3 separate regions of the Gossypium hirsutum genome follow, and all the other regions are linked to region 3. The links are chromatin contacts, called in public Hi-C maps. All regions are on one chromosome and are shown on one strand. Each heading gives the region's core, a stretch centred on a gene start, on an enhancer-like site or on the middle of the called end of the contact. The rest is flanking DNA. Distances are from core to core; before and after follow the strand shown.

The links. A called contact is a pair of places that touch in the nucleus more often than the background predicts.
Region 1: a contact with region 3 is called in a Hi-C map of leaf, with 2.6 times the contacts expected there. The contact joins the promoter of LOC107947841 here to the promoter of LOC107947819 in region 3. A contact is called at or near these places in 2 of 34 Hi-C or Micro-C datasets (both in leaf).
Region 2: a Hi-C map of leaf shows a contact between it and region 3, with 2.7 times the contacts expected there. The contact joins the enhancer-like site here to the promoter of LOC107947819 in region 3. A contact is called at or near these places in 7 of 34 Hi-C or Micro-C datasets (hypocotyl, leaf and petal).

The regions. Positions count from the first base shown.
Region 1 is chrA08:92,448,197-92,450,896 of Gossypium_hirsutum_v2.1, reverse strand. LOC107947841 (V-type proton ATPase subunit E) reads right to left here and starts at 1,261. Exons shown (of 6, transcript NM_001327537.1): 1 at 1,137-1,261; 2 at 948-1,048; 3 at 391-547; 4 at 78-295. The coding sequence starts at 1,238.
Region 2 is chrA08:91,858,139-91,860,848 of Gossypium_hirsutum_v2.1, reverse strand. No RefSeq gene overlaps it. Among protein-coding and RNA genes, the nearest start is that of LOC107947784, 19 kb to the right of the region's middle. Within about 2 kb of position 1,433, at least 9 of the 9 cell types and tissues checked have an H3K27ac peak or open chromatin away from gene starts, as enhancers often do. A contact at or near this core is called in hypocotyl and leaf, where this site is marked.
Region 3 is chrA08:92,156,595-92,159,294 of Gossypium_hirsutum_v2.1, reverse strand. LOC107947819 reads right to left here and starts at 1,279. Exons shown (of 3, transcript XM_016882338.2): 1 at 1-1,279. The coding sequence starts at 894.

The DNA.
Region 1 (2,700 bases), core at 12-2,511, 290 kb before region 3:
ACCGAATACCATCTCTGCTCATAAACCATAAGGAGAAACGTTGGTACAGAATACCAAAAATTTATATATATATATACCAGAAAGGTCCATGAGCCTCAGCATGATGATGGAAAAAACCATGATGATGAGAAGGGCCAGGGGGAAGATGGACATCATCAACGATTATCTCTGGTGGATGAACATTCACTTTAGAAGCATATTCCTCCTTTGCTGAATCCAGAACAGACTCCACCAAATGCAAATCTTCTTTGCGACAACGGAGTAGGACTCCAGGCTCTTTCAGTCTAACTAAACTCTGCAATAAAAGTTATTCAAATCAAAACCTCCGAAGAGTTTTATCTAATGTTGCAACTTTCCAAGAAAGGGTTAATGATCCAGAAATGCACAGACCTGAACAATTAGATCTTTCAAAAGCCTTTTGTAAACATGGTGATCATGGCTCACATTGAGAAGGTCCTTGGATGCTGATTCTTTCATTGCATTAACCACACCATCTTGAGCCTGAAGGACCTTGATCCTAGATGCATTAAGCTGCATCGAATACTCACTGCAACAATTAGAATAAATTGAATATTTTTCACACAAGAATGGGTATATTCCTAATTGATAACTCCTGAGTGCCAATTCTGCATCAAAACAATCTAAAATCGCTTCACTTTCACATCAATTATCACCACGATAATCAATCTTCTACAAGGTTCTATAAAACCCAAATCACATTAAGTTTTGGATTACTAACTACAATAGTGCCGTTTTGAAATCTGACTAATTTCCAATAAGTTAAGTGTTATATTTTGGTTATATTTAAGTAGAAATGTTAACCTCACTTTGAATTCAATCAAATATCCACTAAAACATAGAGATCCAGTGCGATAAATAAACTGAAGTAAAAACAGAAATTTAGACAGCAGAAAAAAGGGAAAAGTAAAGTAAATTGAAGAATTTACATTTTCTTTCGGATTTCAACTTGCTTCTCCTTCTTCTCGTACTCCTGCCTAATCTTCTTCTTCTCCGCTTCCACCAATTGAAGCTTCTCGATGTTGAACTCCTAAAATACACATCATTGTACAATCAATTTTTCACCATAATATCCAAAAAGAAACAAAAAGTGAATAAAATAGAGAGAATTGAAGTACCTCTTCAGCGGAAACAGAGATCTCGTTAGCCTTTTCCTCCGCTTCCTGGCGGATGAATCTCACCATCTGCTGGATCTGCTTGGATACATCAGCGTCGTTCATTTTGGCAGGGATCTTGATTTGATCTTTCGATGAACTTACCAGAGAAGAGTGTAGAAGACGACGATGTTTGGCTGGTATTTGATAGAGGTAAGAGAAATAAATCCAACTCTGTCGCTGAACCAGTTTTTATTTTTCTCACGTGCTCCGTATATGTGTCTGATCAAGGGCCGTTCGTTTAAAAAAACAATTCTGACCGTCTGATTGTGAGGAATACTGAATTAATCAAGCCTCGCGTTTTATCTCCGCTGTAGATTTTCTCTCTCCTTTCCACGGGATGATTAGAAGTTACGTTACCTTTTTAGATTTACTAGATTTTATTCCTCACATGCGCTGTTAAGCGGGGGTGAGCATGGATCGGGCCAACCGGTTTGGTCTGAACATTTATCCGAAATGTGATAGAATTTAGATAAAAAATAATCTTTTATAAAATGAATTAGGCCATAAGTAAGGTATTTTTTGTTCGATTCGGCCTAAATTCACTAAATGATAAAAAATTTTATTTTTTATTATTTTTTCTTTTTTTTGTTACTATTTTACTATTATATTGCTACTATTTATTTGTATAAAATTTATTTTATTGCTAATTTTGTTATTAATTTAAAGACATTTGTTAATTTTGTTATTATTTTAGAGACATTTGCTTGTTAAGTTGTATCTATTTTAGTGTTATTTAAGTATACATATTTTTTAAAATTTATTTTTAATTTGTTGGGAAATATTTATTTTAATGTTTTTAGTATTTTTGATGTATTATATATATTTTAAAATTATATAAAAAATAATATGGGTGGACTGAGTTAGGCCTGAGTTTTAACATTTTTATCTAGGACGGGCTTGGACAAAATTTTGGACCCATTTTTTGGACCAAGCCCGAACCTAGCAAATGGACTTGGAATTTTAGTCAGACCTAGCCTGGCCCGGCCCAACCCATGCTCACCTTTATTGTTAAGGAATAAATGCATTTATAAATTTTATATTTCATGTAAATAAAAGAGGTTGAAAATAATATAGAAATTTAGAGAAAGTAAATTATAATATTAAATTTAAATTTAAAAATAATAATAACTATGAAATATTTACTATAAATTAATAAATATATTTAATAAAGATGATTAAAAAATAATTATTAAAATCTTATATGTTAAATCTCTTTTTATTTTTTTAAAAATCCACCTTTCATCCATTTATAACTTCATGTATAATAAGAATAAGATAGAAAAGAAAGTATAAAAGAACATTTGTTTTGCACAGAATAAATAACTTTTAAAAAATAACATTATATTATATTATATCATCATAAATAAAATAATCTTCAGTGCTATTGGCCTCTGAATATTTATACTACTGTTATATATAAATTTAAACTTAGATTTTAATTGATATATAATTTTAACACTAATTAAGTGATAATTAAAAGATAAAATTAATCTCTATCTATATACGTAGACTTTCAGTCAAGTTA
Region 2 (2,710 bases), core at 184-2,683, 300 kb after region 3:
TTACTCATAATTTATATTATTTTTTAATATAATGTTTTCAATAATTAAAATATATAATTTTATGATAAATTCTGTGGAACGCGAGAGTAGCGACGAAGGAGAACCTGCAACACGTTCGACAAATAAGGTTCGTATCAGGGAGACAGAGAGAGATCTGGATGTGGCAATGGATTTAGCTCCGATTACAAAGAAACCTTTGTCATGGAAGGATCGTTTAATAGGGACTGGCCTTGCCAAAGGGCAGACAACAACTTCGAATGTTTTTTTTTTTTTATGAAGGGGAATTCGAGTTATTTGAAACATACGTCGTGCGTTCTTCAATTAATGGTATTCCATCGATTAGTTTCTTTGAATGGGTAAACTAGATCCTAATTAACAACATGGCTCATACATTGGTAGTTAAGCTTCTGGGAAGAAGCATTGTGTATATTGCGCTTCATAATAAAGTCCATTCTTTGTGGAAATCGTCTTAACCGTTTTGCTTTATGGATGTTGAAAATGGTTACTTCTTGGCTAAATTTCAGAACCCAGAGGACTTTAAGAAGGTCCTATGTCAAGGACCTTGGATTGTTTATGGGAAGTACCTAACCTTACAACCTTGATCTATGGATTTTAACACACCACAACCTTACCTCCGTATGGTCATGGCGTGGATTCGGCTTCCTAGATTGCCAGGGCACATGTACCAATGGAGAATCCTGTAGGAAATAAGAGGATTAGTAGGGAAAGTAGCGAAACTTGATTTCAATATGGATAATGGGGTTAGGGGATGGTTCGCAAGGATGGCGGTATAAGTAAATCTGGAGAAAACATTGATCTTTCAAGTTCTGGTCAACGGAATACTGCAGAGTGTTGAATACGAGTATCTACCCACCATTTGTTTTTCGTGTGGCCATTATGGCCACATAAAAGAAATTTGTCCTAAAAGAGTGAATAAACCAAAAGAATTTAAAGAAAGTGTTGCGCATGGAGAAGGAAAACAAACAAGAAAAAAAAACTTCAAACACGGATGACTCACCAAAGAATTCAGATGATTATGGCCCTTGGATGCTAGTGGAAAGGAGACGTAGATGACCGCCAAGGACAACCAAGATAAGTGGCAGACAGGACCTTGGACCTACAAACAATTCAAGGTTTCATGCTTTGGAAACCCTAATTGGAGATGAGGGTATCCAAAAACAAGGTTTTAGACTAGGGACTGAAATGGGCCAAAGGAAGACAGGCCCAGATGTTTCACTCATAATGAAAAAGGTAGGACCGTCACATATAGGTTTGGGTCAGCAAGGGAATATTGTGAGTAGCCCATGGCATAGAGAATTGACTCGAAGCAGGTCTATTGAAGATAGTGGGTTAGGAATTACTATGGGCCATAGAGGAGCGAGCCCTGTTGATTTGGATATATGGGAAGAAGCGGGTGCAGCCAACCGAAGCTTGGGGCAATGTGGACTAAATGGAAAGAGTCCCCTAGTTATAGGGTTGGATCACATAAGCCCGTTGAAGGGATAGGACCCGAAGAAAGACCTAAAGAAGAGATTGGTGGAGGTGGCTGGAGAGGGCCAGTCCAGTCAAAGAAGGCTTAAACATGTTACAGTTAGGGTTAGAGGGAAAAGGGAGACCTACTTGGTACACGGTGGCGGCGCCTTGACAGAAGAAAGAATCTTTCCCAGTTCATTGGAGTCTGATGTTGAAGAGAAAAGGAGATCGAACCGAGAGGGGCATGCACGAAGTACAGTGCTTGTTGGGGAGAGGGGAGAAGAGAAGACGAAAGAAAAACACTTTGCAGGGGTCGTAGTGGAAGCTCGCTCTCATTCTAGTTAGCAATCGAGACCTGATGGACTGTAGGAGGTGATGATGTCCACAATGAAAGACATATTGGATTCAGGTTGGCATTCGGTGGTGGCATTTAAGGGAAACATTAGCCCCGATTCTTCAACGGGTTTACCCGTAGGTAGGCTTGGGGTTGTGGGTCATCGCATAGTGCAAGGAATTTCACGCTCTGGATGAGGTAAGTCTAGAGGGAATAGGCAGGGCAAGAACATTAATAAAATTATTAGGGACAAGGGTAGTCCTTTCAATGCCTCTTCCTCAAGAGTCCCCTAGGTTCTTCTGGAACTTTTACAAAGTCAGTTCCTATAAGGTTTGGTAACTGAAGTATCTAAGGAGTTGGGCGCGAGCCTAAATGTTCAAGAAAGTGAACGATAGTAGGAATTGAAAGTATATTATAGGATTATTTTTTTTCTAATGAATTCCAATTTATCTTTATTCACTTGGAACTGTCAAGAGTGCGCAAGTGCAAAGTTTTCGCACATTTTTAGAGAGTACAGTATGGAATACAAGCCCGATGTCGTTAGTTTGCTAAAAAAAGAGTCAGTGGCTGTAGAACATATGAGATAATTGCAAACTTAGGATTCCAGAATTCACATTGGGTTGAAGCACGAGGATTTTCAGGTGGAATTTGGATAGGTTGGAAGGATACGGCTCGTCTTGAAATTGTTCAAAACCACCCTCAATTTATTTTGACAAGGGTATTTATAGGGACTCCCGTATAGGTTGTTACGATTGCTTTCGTATATGGAAGTTCGAATAAAACTAGAAGACGATTGCTTTGAAAGCATTAAAAGAAACCATCCTTAATACTTCTACTCCCCTAGATGGCAATAAGGGACTTTAATGTTATCCTTTCCAAGAGTGAAAAAAAATGAGGCAGTAT
Region 3 (2,700 bases), core at 30-2,529:
GTACAAGCTGGGGTACCTCTGGATACACCGGTCTTGCATCTTTGCCAAGGCTTTGGCCAATGGGTAGCTAATGGCAAAGCCTCCGCCGCCGTAAGCCATGCCGTAGGAGAAAAAAATGTTCTGAATATGAGATTCCGACAAGCTTCCGATGTAATAATACTGAGTATGATCATATTTCCTCAAAATCCTGACCAGATTAGCGGTGATGAAAACGGTGTCATCGTCGCCCATCACGAACCACCGGACGTTATCCATCTTCATCCTCAAAGTCTCCGTCACGATCCTCGAGATCCGAATCGCGGAACGGTGACCCTTCCGATTGGTGTAAGGGAACTTGGAAGTGTCGCTGGAGACTCGAAACGGTGGAAGGGTTCGGTTGTCTTGGGCAGAGTATTTGACGCGATCGTCCAGCCAAACCACACCACGCATTTGGTTTGGCTTGTACCAAATCTTGATGTACTCTTTTCTCTGCTGCCATAGCTTGGAAGAAGCCGCGATTCCAAAGACCACGTCGTGAATTTCCGTCGGCTTTGGCTTCGGTGGAGCTTGTTCCATTTGCATTACTACCTTTTGTTTTTCTCGGACATCACGACCGCCGTGATGGGGTGGAGCTGTCACAGCCGTCTGATTGAGAATCAAGGGTGCAGATGTGAAGCTTGTAGAGCGACGAAGATAGGAAGTAAATGGGGTATGGTTGAAGGTTTGTTGAGCAGAGGTTGTTAAGAGCTTGAGAGTGTAGAGAAGGTAAGTAAGCGAGACGAAGAGGATGGAGCAGACCATGAGCTTAGGAATAGGTCGGTTCGGGTGTCCAGAAACAAGTGGGTGGTTGCCTGAAGAACTTCTCGACTGAACCTGATCCCAAACCATCTGTGAAACTTTGTTGGAGTCTGTCATTCCGTTCAAGAAAGCTAAAATTAGTTTTCTTCTGCATGCACTTTTAGATTCTGCTGAGGAAGAACATGTTGGATTTGTAGGAGAAAGGGTGAAAGATCAGAAAATACCCAGAAAGAAAGGATTTTAAAAGAAAAATGAGACATGAAGAAGATTTATGAAGAGCAAAAAGGAGGAGTGTGTAGCTGTGGAGAAGTAAATGTGATGGATTACATTATTGCCAGGTTGCAAACTACCCCCGAATTGGAACTACACCAAGCAATTCAATATATATTTATCTTTATTTCTTTTTCTTTTAGGTGTGTGATTCAGTAAGATTTGTAGAAACATAAGTTTCTTTTTTTATTTTTTGGTTGAATAGAACCTAAACATTTCGCAGCTGACCTTCATAATTTTGTCATTTTGGATTATACTGACAACTTTATAATTTTATTTAATCATATAATATTTAAACTTATGGAGGCAAATCATCTGCCCAATTCAGTGTTCCTATATAGAATCATGCCACTTTGACTGAATCCATAACTACACTTTGTCAGGGGTAAAATTAATTAAATTAAATCAATGCGTCATACTTTTTAATCTAATATGGTTGCAGCTGTCCACGGTCGGATTGGGTTCCCTCCGAAAAATATAGGGGTTTAAATAAAATTATAAGATCGAAAAATAGATTTGGGCAAAAAGTAAAGTTTATTTAAAACATGGGTTAATCCTTAAGTAAGGTATTTTTGACTCAGTTTTGAATTGGTGTTTTGCTGTTGTTTTCTCACTTTTTACCATAATTTTACTATTTTTTTACTATTATGTTGGTATTATTTTATTGTTAATGTTTAGATATTGTATAACACTTGTTTTATTGTTTATTTTCCTACTATTTTAAAGGAATTTGTTTGTTAAGTTACACTTATTTTAGTGTTATTTAAGTATAAAGATTTTTTAATTTATTTTCAATTTGTTGGGATATTTTAATATTTTTCGTATATTTAGTGTATTATATTTTTTATATAAAAAATAAAAAATAAAAAAAATTAATATGGACAGGTCGGGCTGGGCCTGAGTTTTAGCATTTTTATTCAGGCTAAACTTGGGCAAAAATTTAGGCCCATTTTTCAGGCCAAACCCGTGCCTATCAATCAAGCCTAAAATTTGGTTAGGGCCCATCCCGAACTCAATCCAACTCGACCCATAAACAACTCTAGTTTCAACCCACGCTCCCTGTAAGGTTGATTATTTGATTGTGTCAAATTTAAATTAAAGGAAAAATAATAAAGTTAAACTATGCTTTAAATCGTTACACACTTTGTACATTTGGATTTTAGTCTCCTACTATTATTTTTAAGAATTTAATCTATCTAATTTTCGGATTTAAAAATCTCGGTCTAGTTGTGACATTTTGAAATTAAAGAAAATATGCACTTGGTAATCATGTAAAAATAAAAATAACGTTGAAAATACAATTTAGGATTTTTATTCTTAAAAACGTCCATTCTAATTTGTGATGATAAAATATATATTTTTCTATTGGAATAGTGTTATTAAGAAAAATTGACATTAACATTTTGATTGAAATAGTTAAGAATATTAACAATTTAGGCTAACTAAAAACAATATAAAAATAGAGAGATAAATTTATGTCACAAATTAAAGTATATAGATTAAATCTCAAGTTTTAACATAGTTTAGGTGCTAAATTTGAAATTTAAATATTGTCTTATAATATTACTTTTAGGCATTCAAATTATATATGACTACGTAATATTTTAATTAAAAAATTAATTATATTAATTATTAACACTAATTAATAATATT